Regions from separate parts of the Pan troglodytes genome. Here region 1 is linked to region 2. The links are chromatin contacts, called in public HiChIP or PLAC-seq maps. All regions are on one chromosome and are shown on one strand. The core of a region is the stretch at or near the end of the contact, and the rest is flanking DNA. Distances in the headings are between cores, read along the strand shown. Region 1 holds the start of NTN3 (netrin 3). Region 2 holds the start of ECI1 (enoyl-CoA delta isomerase 1).

What was found. HiChIP or PLAC-seq counts read pairs in DNA pulled down with a chosen protein or histone mark.
Region 1: a contact with region 2 is called in an H3K4me3 HiChIP or PLAC-seq map of stem cell-derived excitatory neurons, with 3 times the contacts expected there. The contact joins the promoter of NTN3 here to the promoter of ECI1 in region 2. A contact is called at or near these places in 1 of 7 Hi-C or Micro-C datasets (stem cell-derived neural progenitor cells) and 1 of 1 datasets of contacts at active chromatin or transcription factors (stem cell-derived excitatory neurons).

Annotation. Positions count from the first base shown.
Region 1 is chr18:5,079,788-5,087,243 of NHGRI_mPanTro3-v2.0_pri, forward strand. It overlaps NTN3 (netrin 3), which reads left to right and starts at 1,509. Exons shown (of 6, transcript XM_003314927.6): 1 at 1,509-5,216; 2 at 5,288-5,476; 3 at 5,573-5,722; 4 at 5,856-5,906; 5 at 6,017-6,091; 6 at 6,344-6,694. The coding sequence starts at 4,289. The coding sequence ends at 6,693.
Region 2 is chr18:4,861,593-4,869,176 of NHGRI_mPanTro3-v2.0_pri, forward strand. ECI1 (enoyl-CoA delta isomerase 1) reads right to left here and starts at 3,437. Exons shown (of 7, transcript XM_016928655.3): 1 at 3,312-3,437; 2 at 3,113-3,226. The coding sequence starts at 3,363. It overlaps LOC107968667 (a long non-coding RNA gene), which reads left to right and starts at 3,220. Exons shown (of 3, transcript XR_008539907.2): 1 at 3,220-3,396. It overlaps RNPS1 (RNA binding protein with serine rich domain 1), which reads right to left. Exons shown (of 8, transcript NM_001279816.1): 7 at 7,540-7,584; 8 at 4,911-5,862. The coding sequence ends at 5,763.

The DNA of each region.
Region 1 (7,456 bases), core at 259-2,758, 220 kb after region 2:
CTGGATGTTTGCCTCAGGAGGACAGGGGTGCTATCCCCCCTACCCCGGCCAGGCCCTGATGGGAGCCAGACGTGCACTGACTCAATGATCCACCAATCCCGGGGGCCAACCCAGAGGACAGTGGTGTCCTGGAGCAGGGAGGCGGCCTAGGTAGCTTTGTGGGGGTCCTGAGGAGGCCCCAGCACAGGAGTCCAGGGCGGGAAAGACAAGCCGCCTCCTCGGACTAACGCCCGCCCACCCCGATTCCCCGCCAAAACCCAGAGGTAGCGGCTGACTCCTCGGGCTCCCGGCTGGCGTCACCGCCTCTGGAGCCAATGGGCTCTGACGTGGCGAGCCTGGAACGCCACTGGGACTGCGGCGGGCGTCCACACCACCCACCGAGCGCGGCCACCGCGTTGGCGGCATGAGCGCGCTGGAGCCTCCCCCAGCGGCGCCCGCCTCGCCCCCCGGGCCGGGTCTGGCGCACCCGGAACCCCCCGGGGCCCTGCGCGCCCTGCTCTTGGCCACCGGCGGCGCTGGGGGCTCGTGGCCTCGCTGCATTCTGCCGTTCGGTGCCGTGGCCGTGCTGGCTGGTGCGGCTGCCACGGCCATCACCTTCTCGCTGCGGGGACCCCGCCTGGACCTGGCCCAGGGCTCGTCGCTGGCCGCGCTCAGTGCGGGCCTGGGGCTTCTGACCGCCGCCTTCCTGTGCTGGCGCGCTCGGCGGAGGCGAAGGGCCGGGCGCAGGGAGCCGGGGGCGCCCTGAGCCGCGGGCGAGACCCCCTCCCATCGAGGTCACCGCGAGCCGGCCGCCCCGCCCTCCAACGTCGCCCCGGCCGGGCGGGCGCAGTGCCAAGCGCGGTCGCAGAGGCCGCCCCCCACACCCCATCCCCAAATCGTTTCTTCTGGAACCCTTTGCGCAGAGAAGGCCACCGGCCGTTTCCCTCCCTCCCTCTCTGCTTTCCCTCTCTTCCCTCCTCCGTCCAACGTCGCATTTCAGCTTTTGACTTGGCGCGCAGAGCTGGCGCGACCGCAGAGCGGCCTGGCTGGGCAGCGGTGTGCGAGGCTGGGGGATCGACCCGGCGCGAGGGTGCTGGGTGCAGGGCAGCGCGACGCGGGCTCGGCCACACCACCCGCCGTTGGGAGCCGGCGCTGTGTCTGCTCCTGGGCTGTCTGCCTTCGGAGCTCGGTTGGAAACCCCCCGAGGCATAATAGGCGCTCGATAAATGTGCAATAGGTGAACATGTGGTGGCTTGCAGGCGTCTGGGGGGAGACAGCAGGTTCTGGGCTGGGCAGGGAATTATTGGATCAACGGGCATCTTACAGGAAAGACTCTCAGCTCCCTGCCGCCTAGGACTGTCCAGCCCATCTATGCCCTCTCCCCAGCCTGTGCCCCAAAGCTGGAGCTGCCACTCTAGGGGTGAGGGGTGGGGTGGGGAGGGGGAGGCGAAGCACTGCGGCCTGAGTTGCAGGTGGGGGGAGGGGAGGCGGAGCTTCTTTGTTGCAGAAGGTGCCAGGAGGGGGCAGGGCCAGTGGAGAGGTGGGAGGTGGGAGAGGCCCCAGCCAGGGGCTGGGACAGGTGGCTGGGTCCCTGGGGAGCAATAAGTCCCGCTTGGGCGCTGTGGGGAGGCCCTTCCTAACTCCCAAACACCATCTGTGAGGGCTGGGGGTGGGGGCAGAGTAGCGTGTGCAGAGGACTGTTCCTGGGGAGAGGCCCTGTGACCAGCGGCCTCCTCCCTGGGGAGCTGGTGGTACAATGGCCCTCTGGGCCCACGGCCTCCCGCCGCTGCTGCTGACCCAGATGAACAATTGGGGCAGGGCTGAGCCCCAGGCACCTACTTTCCCCCACCCCAGAAGCCACCAGACGTTCTGCAGACCCCAGTCCTGGCTCACAGGGAAGCTGAGCTGGAGACAAAGCCAGCCCCTCTGATGAGGGTGGAAGAGGCTGCTGGCCACTGTCCCTCTTGCAGCCTGGCTGGCAGCCAGTCTGGCAGTGGCCCTGACGTCCAGAGACAGCTTGGGTTTCCCCAGAGGCTTGTCTCTGGCCAGTGGGACCCCTCTGTCAGGCCTGGGCTTTTCTCTCCACTGTCCCAGAATGATGATCTCAGCCCCCATAGTCCCCCCAGGGTTCCTCCCACCCTTAGGGTGGGGTGTCGGGGGGTGGGGGTTGGGAGCCAGAAGGACCTTGAAGAGGGTGGTTGGGACGTTTCAGGTTCTAAGCTTGACCCACAGAGCAGAGCGTGAGCCCCGTCAGGTTGAGGTCCCTCAACTTGTAAAGGACACAATTCCCATTTTCTTTATCAGGAAGCTGAGGGGCAGGGGCCCTGTGGCAGAGAGAGAGCCCCTTAGCCCTCTCTGTTCAGTCCTCCGGTGCCCCCATCTCTGTGCATCTGTGGCTGTCACATGCAGTTGTGTGGCAAGGAGAAGGTGCCCACCAGCCAGTGTCAGTTGCTCCAGGAGGCAAGCCAGGTGCCCTATCACCCTGTCTTCCCGTTCCTCCCCTCCATGGTCAGGCCCTCCTGCTCCCTCCTCTGGTCCTTCAGTTTCCCCTAGGAGGCTTCCGTGTCCTCCTGCCCCTCCTCTCCCAAACAGCGTGATGCGTCTGCCTCTCCATTCTCTTCCTCCTGGTCCTTGCTCATCTCTGGTTGTGTCCAGGGTAGCACCCACGTGGCCTCCGCCACCAGCTGCAGGCCTGGCCTCCCATCTGAAACGGGGCATTCAGGCCTCGATGCTGGCCCTGCAGGGAACTTGTTCCCTGCCCCTCCCTGGGATGCTTGGCCTCCTCTGTCAAGGACCTGAAAGTCGGAGGGGAGGAGGTTTCTCTGACCAGAGCTGTTCCTGGACCCTCTTTGGTGGTGTCGCTCCCAGGCACAGCTACCCCATCCCCAGCTAGTCCCCAGGCCACCCAGCTGGGCTTCTGCCTCAGTTTCCCTGCCCAAACGTGCTGTGACGTAGGGCAGTGGGCTCCGGGTTGCGACCAGCCCCTTCCCATGATTAAACCCTACTCCCTGCCCCTGCAGAGGGGTCCTCAACAGCTAACCAAGCCCCCGGACCCCAAGAAGCCACCCCATCCCACCCTCCAGCTTCCATGTCCTCCCTGCCAGCTGGGCCCATGGCAGAGGTGCAGCTAGAAACTTGCAGACCCAGGGAGCTTTGGGATCAGAATCTGGCCTGGTGCAGGGGATGCTGGCCTCATGTCTTAGCCCAGCTCAGGCCCATGGGGGTGCTCCCCTTCCTCAACATGGGCAGGAGACACTCCAATTTGTGCAGCTCTCGACTTGGGCCTGATACCACTTCAGACTCATCAAATCCAACAGCTTCAGAGCGCGTGCTGAGTAACAGGCATCTGGCAGGTGAGGAAACAGGAGCCCAAGACATGCAGCCAGAAATGGGGCAGTTGGATTCAAAATTAGACCTGACCGAATCCTGGGTTCCTTCTACTCGAGTAGATGCTGCTTTGGGGATGACCCTTCAACTGGTGGTTACTTGGCTTCCCTACCCGGGGAACATCCAGGGCCTCTGCTGTCAGACCCGGGGCCTTGCCTGCCTGATGGTCTTCAGGGAGGAGGCGACCCAGACCCCCGTCCAGCACGTGGCACAGCCCCAGGAGCAGTAAAGACCTGGCTGTGGGCCCAGGACCCTGCTGGGTGGTCCCCCACGGGCTGCGAAGGCTGAGCTGCCCCCCTCCAGACCCCTCCCGCCAGCGCATTCCTGGCTCCCCGGCCCCTCCCCTGGCTCCCGGGCCTCCCAGCCCCCTTCCCCGCTGGCCCAGCCCGCGTCTGAATCTGCTTCTGATTCCAACTCTGAGATGAGGCCCCCTCCCCTCCCTCCTTCCCGACCCGAGCAGCCCCGCCCCCGGCTGGGCCCGGGCTTGCGCCTGCTGCGCCCCCCACCCCCTCCTGGCACAGCTCGTCCGCCCTCGCTGCAGCCGGGAGGAGGCGGCGGCCCGTGCACCGCAGGCCCCGCCCGCCCACGGCCCTTCCCGGGAGGCCGGGAGACCTGCTCCGCCCGGCCCTCGGTGGGTGAGTGCGAGCGGCGGGTGGGGCCTCCGCGGGCGGAGGCACCGGGAGCGGGGGCGACGCCTGTCATCGCTCTAGGCCCAGCGGGAGGACGCGCCAACATCCCCGCTGCTGTGCTGGGCCCGGGGCGTGCCCGCCGCTGCTCCCACCTCTGGGCCGGGCTGGGGCCGCCCGGGGGCCCTGTTCCTCGGCATTGCGGGCCTGGTGGGCAGAGCCGCGGAGAGGGCTTCTTTTCCCCGAGGGCAGCGTCTTGGGGCCCGGCCACTGGCTGACCCGCAGCGGCTCCGGCCATGCCTGGCTGGCCCTGGGGGCTGCTGCTGACGGCAGGCACGCTCTTCGCCGCCCTGAGCCCTGGGCCGCCGGCGCCCGCCGACCCCTGCCACGATGAGGGGGGTGCGCCCCGCGGCTGCGTGCCAGGCCTGGTGAACGCCGCCCTGGGCCGCGAGGTGCTGGCTTCCAGCACGTGCGGGCGGCCGGCCACACGGGCCTGCGACGCCTCCGACCCGCGACGGGCACACCCCCCCGCCCTCCTTACTTCCCCAGGGGGCACGGCCAGCCCTCTGTGCTGGCGCTCGGAGTCGCTGCCTCGGGCACCCCTCAACGTGACTCTCACGGTGCCCCTGGGCAAGGCTTTTGAGCTGGTCTTCGTGAGCCTGCGCTTCTGCTCAGCTCCCCCAGCCTCCGTGGCCTTGCTCAAGTCTCAGGACCATGGCCGCAGCTGGGCCCCGTTGGGCTTCTTCTCCTCCCACTGTGACCTGGACTATGGCCGTCTGCCTGCCCCTGCCGATGGCCCAGCTGGCCCAGGGCCTGAGGCCCTGTGCTTCCCTGCACCCCTGGCCCAGCCTGATGGCAGCGGCCTTCTGGCCTTCAGCATGCAGGACAGCAGCCCCCCAGGCCTGGACCTGGACAGCAGCCCAGTGCTCCAAGACTGGGTGACCGCCACCGACGTCCGTGTAGTGCTCACAAGGCCTAGCACAGCGGGTGACCCCAGGGACATGGAGGCCATCGTCCCTTACTCCTACGCAGCCACCGACCTCCAGGTGGGCGGGCGCTGCAAGTGCAATGGACATGCCTCACGGTGCCTGCTGGACACACAGGGCCACCTGATCTGCGACTGTCGGCATGGCACCGAGGGCCCTGACTGCGGCCGCTGCAAGCCCTTCTACTGCGACAGGCCATGGCAGCGGGCCACTGCCCGGGAATCCCACGCCTGCCTCGGTGAGGCCTTGGAGGGTGGCCTGGGGACCTTGGACACAACCAGCCTGCCCCTGACCCATCCCTCCCTGCAGCTTGCTCCTGCAACGGTCATGCCCGCCGCTGCCGATTCAACATGGAGCTGTACCGACTGTCCGGCCGCCGCAGCGGGGGTGTCTGTCTCAACTGCCGGCACAACACTGCCGGCCGCCACTGCCACTACTGCCGGGAGGGCTTCTATCGAGACCCTGGCCGTGCCCTGAGTGACCGTCGGGCTTGCAGGGGTGAGCCCACCACCGGCCACCTGCAGGCCCTCACCCTCTGACTTCCCAGATCCCCAGACAGGCTTCTGACCAGGCCCTTCCCACCTCTGTCCTCAGCCTGCGACTGTCACCCGGTTGGTGCTGCTGGCAAGACCTGCAACCAGACCACAGGCCAGTGTCCCTGCAAGGATGGCGTCACTGGCCTCACCTGCAACCGCTGCGCGCCTGGCTTCCAGCAAAGCCGCTCCCCAGTGGCGCCTTGTGTTAGTGAGTGACCCTGCCCCACCTCAGCCACCAAGCCAAGGCCACCCCAGCTCCCTGCTGTTGTCCCGTCTATTCCCCGAGCCCTGCAGATCTCTCTGCCCCTCCATCGCAGGCCATTCTCCCTCCCTCTCTGCAGAGACCCCTATCCCTGGACCCACTGAGGACAGCAGCCCTGTGCAGCCCCAGGGTGAGTGGACACAGGACAGGGCCCCAGACTGGCATGACTTTGGGGGAGGGGGCTCTGGGAGGAGAGGGTGGGGAAAGGGAGTCTGTGCCAGCCTCCCACCTTCTACCCAGACTGTGACTCGCACTGCAAACCTGCCCGTGGCAGCTACCGCATCAGCCTAAAGAAGTTCTGCAAGAAGGACTATGGTAGGTGCCCTCAGGCCTCCCGCTGACCTTCCCACCTTCCTCCTCTCCCTACCTTCCCTCCTCCGCCAGCTTCCCCTTGGAACGCCTTGACCCTTGCTGGGCCCCAAGGCCCATCCTCATCCCTGAGGTCCTCCACAGGCAGCGACCCCGCCCCTTCAGCCCCCACTGTCCTCCTGGTGTCCTCCCCGTGCCTCCCCCTACCGCGGGCAGGCCGCCCCTTCCTGACCCCGCCCCCTCTCGCTCTCCCCGCAGCGGTGCAGGTGGCGGTGGGTGCGCACGGCGAGGCGCGCGGCGCGTGGACACGCTTCCCGGTGGCGGTGCTCGCCGTGTTCCGGAGCGGAGAGGAGCGCGCGCGGCGCGGGAGTAGCGCGCTGTGGGTGCCCGCCGGGGATGCGGCCTGCGGCTGCCCGCGCCTGCTCCCCGGCCGCCGCTACCTCCTGCTGGGGGGCGGGCCTGGAGCCGCGGCTGGGGGCGCGGGGGGCCGGGGGCCCGGGCTCATCGCCGCCCGCGGAAGCCTCGTGCTACCCTGGAGGGACGCGTGGACGCGGCGCCTGCGGAGGCTGCAGCGACGCGAACGGCGGGGGCGCTGCAGCGCCGCCTGAGCCCGCCGGCTGGGCAGGGCGGCCGCTGCTCCCACATCCAGGCGCACGTTCACCCTGTGCCTTCGCCTGCCAAGGAGTCCTTGCTCGCGTCGCGCGTGTCGCCACCTGGGCCGCCGCCCCGTCCCCGCCGGCAGCTCCCTCGATACCTCCCGTCTGGCCCTGGGGGGATGTGACCGGCGCAGGGACAGCCCGCCCCGCACAGAGGCGGGTGATATGGCACACCCAGAGGACCCCATGGTCTCCCGCCCTCTGGCTGTCGGCCCTGTCCCAGGGGCACTGGGATACCCGGAAGGCTGTAAATCCTTCGTGATGCCGGGCCCTCTCGGGGATCTCAGATCATCCTTGGGGCCGCTGTGATGCACCCCCACCCGTGCGGCGACCCGCCAGGGAGCGCGCTGACCTCCCCAAAGACTGTGGCCACCGCAGGCGCCTTGGACCCCCATGGGGGGACAGGGCGTCCCCTGCCTCCTGCACCCCACGAGGGCGGCGGCCTTGGCCCCTGCGGGCTGAGCGTCCGCGTCCGGGTGCCCCGCGGCGTCTGCTGCCGGGTCCCGTAACTTTCTTGGCCGCCTGTGTCCCCGTCTGCGGGCTCCGTCCGGCCGTCCCTCTCTCTGCCGCGTCTCTGACCGTCGGCGCCACGGCTCCTCAGCTCAGGGCCCGTCCCAGAACCTCCTTCCAGCCCTTCTCCCCCGACTCGGGAAGGGACGTCGTGCCCACGCGGTTCCGGATCCACGCGTGACCCGGCCGGACCGCGACTCCGACA
Region 2 (7,584 bases), core at 2,187-4,686:
CCGGGTTCAAGCGATTCTCCTGCCTCAGCCTCCTGAGTAGCTGGGACTACAGGTATGCGCCACTATGCCCAGCTAATTTTTGTATTTTTAGTAGAGATGGGGTTTCACCATGTTGGTTGGCCAGGATGGTCTCGATCTCTTGACCTCGTGAACACCTCGCCTAGGCCTCCCAAAGTGCTGGGATTATAGGTGTGAGCCACCATGCCCGGCCAAATTAACCATTTTCTATCTTTATTTTTTTTTGAGACAAGAGTCTCGCTCTGTTGCCCAGGCTGGAGTGCAGCAGCGCTATCTCGGCTCACTGCAACCTCTGCCTCCTGGGTTCAAGCCATTCTTCTGCCTCAGCCTCCTGAGAAGCTGGGATTACAGGACACACCACCATGCCTGGCTAATTTTTGCATTTTTAGTAGAGACGGGGTTTCACCAGGTTGGCCAGGCTGGTCATGAACTTCTGACCTCAGGTGATCCTCCTGCCTCAGCCTCCCAAAATGATGGGATTATAGGTATGAGCCACTGTGCTCAGCCTAAATTAGCCATTTTTAAGTAAACAAGTCAGGCACTTACACAATTCAGTATACTGACTGTGTTGTGCAACTATCACCGCTGCCTAGTTCCAGAACCTTTTCATTGTCCCAAAAGGAATCCTTGTCCCCATGAGCAGTTGCTCCCCATCCCACCCCCAGCTCCTGGAAGCCACCAATCTTCGTTCTGTGTCTGCAGTTTTCCTGCTCCGGCCATATTCCATATCACTGGGATACCGCCGGGCTTTGTTGTCGGCTTTGTCCACTTAGTATCATGTGTTCAAGGTTCATCCATGTGGTTGTCATTCCTATTTATTTATTTATTTATTTTATTTTATTAATTAATTTATTTTTGAGACAGATTCTTGCTCTGTTGCCCAGGCTGGAGTGCAGTGGCGCAATCTCGGCTCACTGCAAGCTCCACCTCGGGGATTCACACCATTCTCCTGCCTCAGTCTCCCAAGTAGCTGGGACTACAGGCGCCCGCCACCACGCCTGGCTAATTTTTTTTTTGTATTTTTTAGTAGAGATGGGGTTTCACCGTGTTAGCCAGAATGGTCTCGATCTCCTGACCTCGTGATCCGCGCACCTTGGCCTCCCAAAGTGCTGGGATTACAGGTGGGAGCCACCGGGCCCGGACTCAAAAACATGTTATCTTAAGGTATTGGAATGGGTAGTGTGGACTACACATTGTGAATATACTTACGGCCACTGGGTTGTACGTTGCAAAACGGCTAGAATGGTAAATGTGAGGCATATTTTAAAGATTTTTATGTACACACACACACACATTACCTCCAGTAAAAAAGGAAAAGTGTTCGTACAATGACAATTTTTTTACCCGAGTGCCTCCCCACTTTACCATATAAAAAGACAACGTAAGCCGGGCGCGGTGGCTCACGCCTGTAATCTCAGCACTTTGGGAGGCCGAGGCGGGTGGATCACGAGGTCAGGAGATCAAGACCATCCTGGCTAACATGGTGAAACCCCGTCTCCACTAAAAATACCAAAAAAAAAAAAAAATTAGCCGGGTGTGGTGGCGGGCACCTGTAGTCCCAGCTACTTGGGCGGCTGAGGTAGAAGAATGGTGTGAACCCGGGAGGCGGAGCTTGCAGTGAGCGGAGATCGTGCCACTGCACTCCAGCCTGGCGACAGAGCAAGACTCCATCTCAAAAAAAAAAAAAAAAAAAAGACAAAGTAGAGTTTGGAGGAGTCAGAAAGTCAGGCCTGACTGAGATTGCACTGAGCCAGAACCGCGCCATTGCACGCCAGCCTGGGCGACAGAGGGAGCCTCTGTCTCAAAAAAAAAAAATAATAATTTTTTTTTTGCATTTTGTTGAGATATATTCAAATATGCTACAGAAATGATCCCTTCAGAAACTCAGTTTTTACAAAAATTAGTGGGCGTAGTGGTGGGTCCCTGTCATCCCAGCTATTTGGGAGGCTGAGGAGGGAGAATCGCTTGAACCCAGGAGGCACAGGTTGCAGTGAGCCGAGATTGCGCCACTGCTCTCCAGTCTGGCGACTGGAGAGCAAGACTACATCTCCAAAAAAACAAAAAAAGTCAGTTTGAAGTTGGTCTTAGTTTGTCCCTCTCAGTTTGTAGAGAGAGCCCAGGCAGCTCCCTCAGCCCAGACAGAGAGGACGGAACCAAGTTCAGAGGCACCAGGAGCCTGGAGTCCTGAAGCTGTGCAAAGTTGGGCACAGCCCTGAGTCTGGGGGGTTGGGGAGGGCAGGGGCTGTGACTTACTTTCGGAGGGGCAGGGCCTCCTCTCAGGAGCCACAGCAGGGACTGCTGCACCAGGAGGTCCAGGTCAGCATGTCCTGGAAGCAGAACTGCTGGCGCCTAGGCGTGCCCTCTCGGTGCCCTCAGCTCGGCCTCCTGTCTGGAGGGAGCGCACAGGCTTCTCTTCCAAAAGTACTTTTTCTGTCCTTTCCAGTGGGTTTTACCAAGGGTTCTGACCGGCGGGTAGGTACGAGGTTCTGTGCCACATGGGAGTGTTAACAAACATAATTTTATTCCAAAAGATTCCAATTCTTTTCCACTTCCAATTGAATAACTTAGATAACAGCTCATATCCCCGCCAACTTTATTTTTATTTATTTATTTATTTTGAGACGGAATCTTGCTCTGTGGCCCAAGCTGGAGTGCAGCGGCACAATCTCGGCTCACTGCAGCCTCCACCTCCCAGATTCCAGCGATTCTTCTGCCTCAGCCTCCCAGGCATAGGCACGCACCACCACGCCCAGCTAATTTTTTTCTTTTGTATTTTTTAGTACAGATAGGGTTTCATCATGTTGGCCAGGCTGATCTCGAACTCCTGACCTCAGGTGATCCGCTCGCCTCAGCCTCTTAAAGTGCTAGGATTACAGGCGTGAGCCACCGCGCCCGGCCTCCGCCAACTTTAAAAACAGAAACTTTTATCTCATGACGAACGAACCCAGGTAGAGCGGCAAGGTTCTGTTTCGAAACTTGGGTTCTAAACACAAACCGAGCGTCGACAGACGTGGTTCTCCAACAGCGCCCCGCGAGGGCGGACTCCCGCGGGTCCTGACCCCACGCCCGCCCTCCCTCGGCGCCGCCCGCTCACCTGCGCCCGCGTCCGGCTCCACCAGCACCCGCCGGCTCCCGAAGCGCCGCGCGCCGTCTCCGCCGCCGGCCGCCCGCTCCGTCCGCCCGAGGGCCGCGCCCGGGAGCCGGGCCCCTGCGAAGGCAGCGTGGGGGAGCCCGTTAGTTCCCGGTCCTGGCCCCGGCCCAGGCCCGATCCCTGCCCACCCCGGGTTTCGCACCCGCGCGGAGCAGAACGCGCGCCGGGACTCGCACAGAAGCCACCAGCGCCATCTTGACCGCAACGCGCGGGATAAAGGTCGCGGGGTGAGCTCGCCTCCTGGGGAGGGGGCGGAGCCCCCCGCACTAGGCCCTGCCCCGTTCCCAGAGGCTGGTCAACGCCTCCACCTACCGGCCGAAACAGCCGCTCGCCGCCCTCCGGCTTCATCCCGGGCAGCCGCGCGCTTCCGGGGCAGGCACCTGGATCTGGGCCAGGGCTGGCCTACAGGGAGGCGCAGGCCCACTGCTGAAGCAGCCACGACCAGCTCAGCGCCAGGGCAGGCTCTTCTACAGCGCGGGACACTGTAGGCAAGAGGCTGCCGGTGTTCGTGACCGCGAGCTCTAGGCTGGGCCCAGCTACTGCAGTATCGGCGCTGGAAAGGCGATCAAAGCACTGAGCCCCACCCGAGGGGGCCGTCAGGGAGGCCAGGGACTGCCTGGGGTGAGCCCGGGCTCCTGCCCCTTTGGGAACAGGATCAGAGCTGCAGGTTTAGTCACCGAAATGGGGGTGGGGGCAGCAGAACCCAGCGGTAAGAACAGGCCACCCGCCTTGCTCAGCACAAGGGCAAGTGCACAAAGGCCGGACCGCAGTGGCACCTTTTTATTTGCAGAGAAATGCCGAAGGATAAGAATACAGTCTGTTCCCGCTGGGCCGTAAGCGGCAGCTCGGGAGTGGGCCTTTGTACTGTCTGGTGTGGGGTTTTGGTCCGACCACTGGGAGCACTGGGCAGTAAGGTCCCAGCTGTGTTGGGTGGTCTCAACTTTTGTTCTCATCTTAAGCATTTCCAATTCTTCCTTGTGTCCCAAACCAATTTTTGAGGTGGAAAAATGGCCACTTAACGGAGGAGGAAGCAAGCCTGGCACACACACCTGTAACCCCAGTGACTCAGGACCAGCTGGGTAACATAGCAACACCTTGTTGCTACAAAAAATTTTTAAAAATTAGCTCCTGCTGCTGGGCGCGGTGGCTCATGCCTGTAATCCCAGCACTTTGGGGGCCGAGGTGGGCAAATCATGAGGTCAGGAGTTTGAGACCAGCCGGGCCAATATGGTGAAACCCCGTCTCTACTAGAAATACAAAAAATTAGCTGGGCATGGTGGCAGGTGCCTGTAATTCCAGCTACTCAGGAGGCTGAGGCAGGAAAATCACTTGAACCCAGGAGGCAGAGATTGTAGTGAGCCAATATTGCGCCACTGCACTCCAACCCAGGCAACAGAGACTGTCTCAAAAAAAAAATTAAAAAATTAAAAAAAAATTAACCCCTGCTACTCTGGACACTAAAGCAGGAGTTGGAGGCTGTAATGAGCTATGATCGCACCATGGTACATACTCCAGCCTGGGTGACAGAGCGAGAGTCTGTCTGAAAACACACACACATTCCGAGGTGGCGATAAAACCATCTCCTTCTATTTGTCCACCCTAGGAGCAACCTGGTCCCCACAGCACACAAATTCTAGGTTCTCCTGGCTGAAAGCATCGGAGGTGCCGCTGTGGATGGTGAGGAACAGAAAGTTACTAGGGGCAAGGGGACAAGTGAGAAGGCAGTGAACCCAGTACTAGATTTGCATTCCGATCTTGGGTTTATTAAACACAATTCTTCCACTCTACACAACAAAGTACAAACACAATGTCATCTAAAATGCTACAAAGGTATAAAACTCAAAAGAGAAATTTTATAGTACTGACTGTACAATAAAAGCAAAAAAGAAAAAAAATAAAAGCAATGTACATGTTGCCAAGATAACCTGAAAGACCACCATGAAGGGCAGGCACAACCATGGCTGCGTGATGACCCCGCAGAGCTGGCTCTCAACTCACTCGCCAATTTCAGAGTACAGTGGTGGGGTGCGGTGTGTGCATCGGTGCACGGACAGACAGAACCATGAGCAGCAACTACCATGGGTGAGAGGATCTTTAGGGGGGATGTGACCCTTGAAGTCAGAAGAGGCCTCGAGAGGCCAGGCCTAACAGGGTTGGCAGCTGCACTAAAGCCTGGGGCAGCTCCCTTTCCAGAAGGACACTGCCCAGCAACAGCAAGGGCACGGCCTGGCCACCATCCCAGGTCATCGGGGAAGGGAAAAGTGTGCTCCCAGGTAAGCAGGGTCAAACCACCCCCAAGAGCCTCACTTGTCCCTGGTGGCTCTGCCACTGAACTGACTCTTAGAAACCGGAAACGGGTGAGCTTTCTAGCCAGAAAACCGGAGGGAATCTTGACAGGCACACAGCATCCAAACCAACAGCACTTCTGCAGCCGGAGCCCGGCTGGCAGAGGGGTGCTGCCTGCTGCCTGCTGCCTGCAAATCCTGCCAGAGTCAAGGGTTTGCTTTCCTACTGGTCTTCCTTTGGCTAGAAAAGTGACAAAACTGAGCTGGGTGGGGTATAAGTTACAGGGGCGAGAGCTTCAGTGGCCTGTTTATCGGGAGGAGTTGGAGCTGGAGCGGCTCCTGTGGCGGCGGCGGCCCGGGGACCGTGATCTCCGGCGCACGGGGGACCTGCGCCTCGGGGAGCGGGACCTGTGGGAAGAGGAGAAACCACATCAGAGTAGCTCAGGCTGTAGGGGCAAGCTAGCTTCTTTCTGGGCAATTCCCCACAGTTTTACTTTTTTGAGATGGAATATCACTCTGTCTCCAGGCCAGAGTGCAGTGGCACGATCTCAGCTCACTGCAACTTCTGCCTCCAGGGTTCAAGCAATTCTCCTGCCTCAGCCTCCCATGCAACTGGGACTACAGGCGCGCGCCACCACGCCCAGCTAATTTTTGTGTGTGTATATATATATATATTTGAGATGGGGTCTCACTCTGTTGCCCAGGCTGAGTGCAGAGGCGCAATCTCAGCCTCCCAGGTTCATGCCATTCTCCTGCCTCAGCCTCCCGAGTAACTGGGACTACAGGCGCGCGCCACCACGCCCAGCTAATTTTTGTGTGTGTATATATATATATATTTGAGATGGGGTCTCACTCTGTTGCCCAGGCTGAGTGCAGAGGCGCAATCTCAGCCTCCCAGGTTCATGCCATTCTCCTGCCTCAGCCTCCCGAGTAACTGGGACTACAGGCGCACGCCACCACGCACAGCTAATTTTTTTTTTTTTTTAAAGTAGAGACGGGGTTTCACCGTGTTAGCCAGGATGGTCTCGATCTCCTGACCTCATGTTCCGCCCACCTCGGCCTCCCAAAGTGCTGGAATTACAGGCGTGAGCCACCATGCAAGGCCTAATTTTTATATTTTTTGGACGGATGGGGTTTCACCATGTTGGCCAGGATGGTCTCGACCTCCTGACCTTGTGATCCACCCACCTCAGCCTCCCAAAGTGCTGGGATTACAGGCTATTGCTACCATGCGTGGCAAAGTTTTACTTTTTTTTTTTTTTTTTGAGATGGAGTCTCACTCTGTTGCTCAGGCTGGAGTGCAGTGGCATGATCTTGGCTCACTGCAAGCTCCGCCTCCCGGGTTCACGCCATTCTCCTGCCTCAGCCTCCCGAGTAGCTGGGACTACAGGCACCTACCACCACACCCAGCTAATTTTTTTGTATTTTTAGTAGAGACAAGGTTTCACTGTATTAGGCAGGGTGGTCTCCATCTCCTAACCTCGTGATCTGCCCGCCTCAGCCTCCCAAAGTGATTACAGGCCTGAGCCACCATGCCCGGCAGAAGTTTTACTTTTTAATACTAGAAGTTGGGACAGGTCCCACCTGATGGGCCTGCCCTGAGCTCTTGGGAACGGGTGCTTGTGAGACCCAAGGCAGAAGCCCAGGCTTTCCTCCTCTTCCCCAAAGGCTGAAAGCACAGCTCACCACCGGCAAGGGAAGGCCAAACTGTGGCCTCTGCCGAGGGATTACCACCCCTGCCCCACAACTCTTCTGACCCCCAACTTCTCCCTCTCCTAGTTCTTCTTGTTAGCTCAGAAAAAAGTGGGCCTGCACCTGGGCTCACAGGTCTAGTGGTCTCCTAGGAAGGCCACACCACGCCACTGCCCAGACTCAGAAAGCTGTGTTGGTGCAACTCTAGTGCGTCTCCTGCCTGTGGCTTACTGCAGCTGTGGCCCTCCTGCTCTCTCCATGAGCTCTGAAGGGCTCCTGCTCTCTGCCCGCCCACACAGGAAGGCAGGCAGGGCTGAATAAAGGGTCTGAAAGTCACTGCGATCATGTGAGGTTTGTGGCCTGATCAGTCCACTGAAACTACAAATTGTTTACCTTCTCCTCATCCGTGGGGGAGACCTGCGCCACATAGGCGGTGGT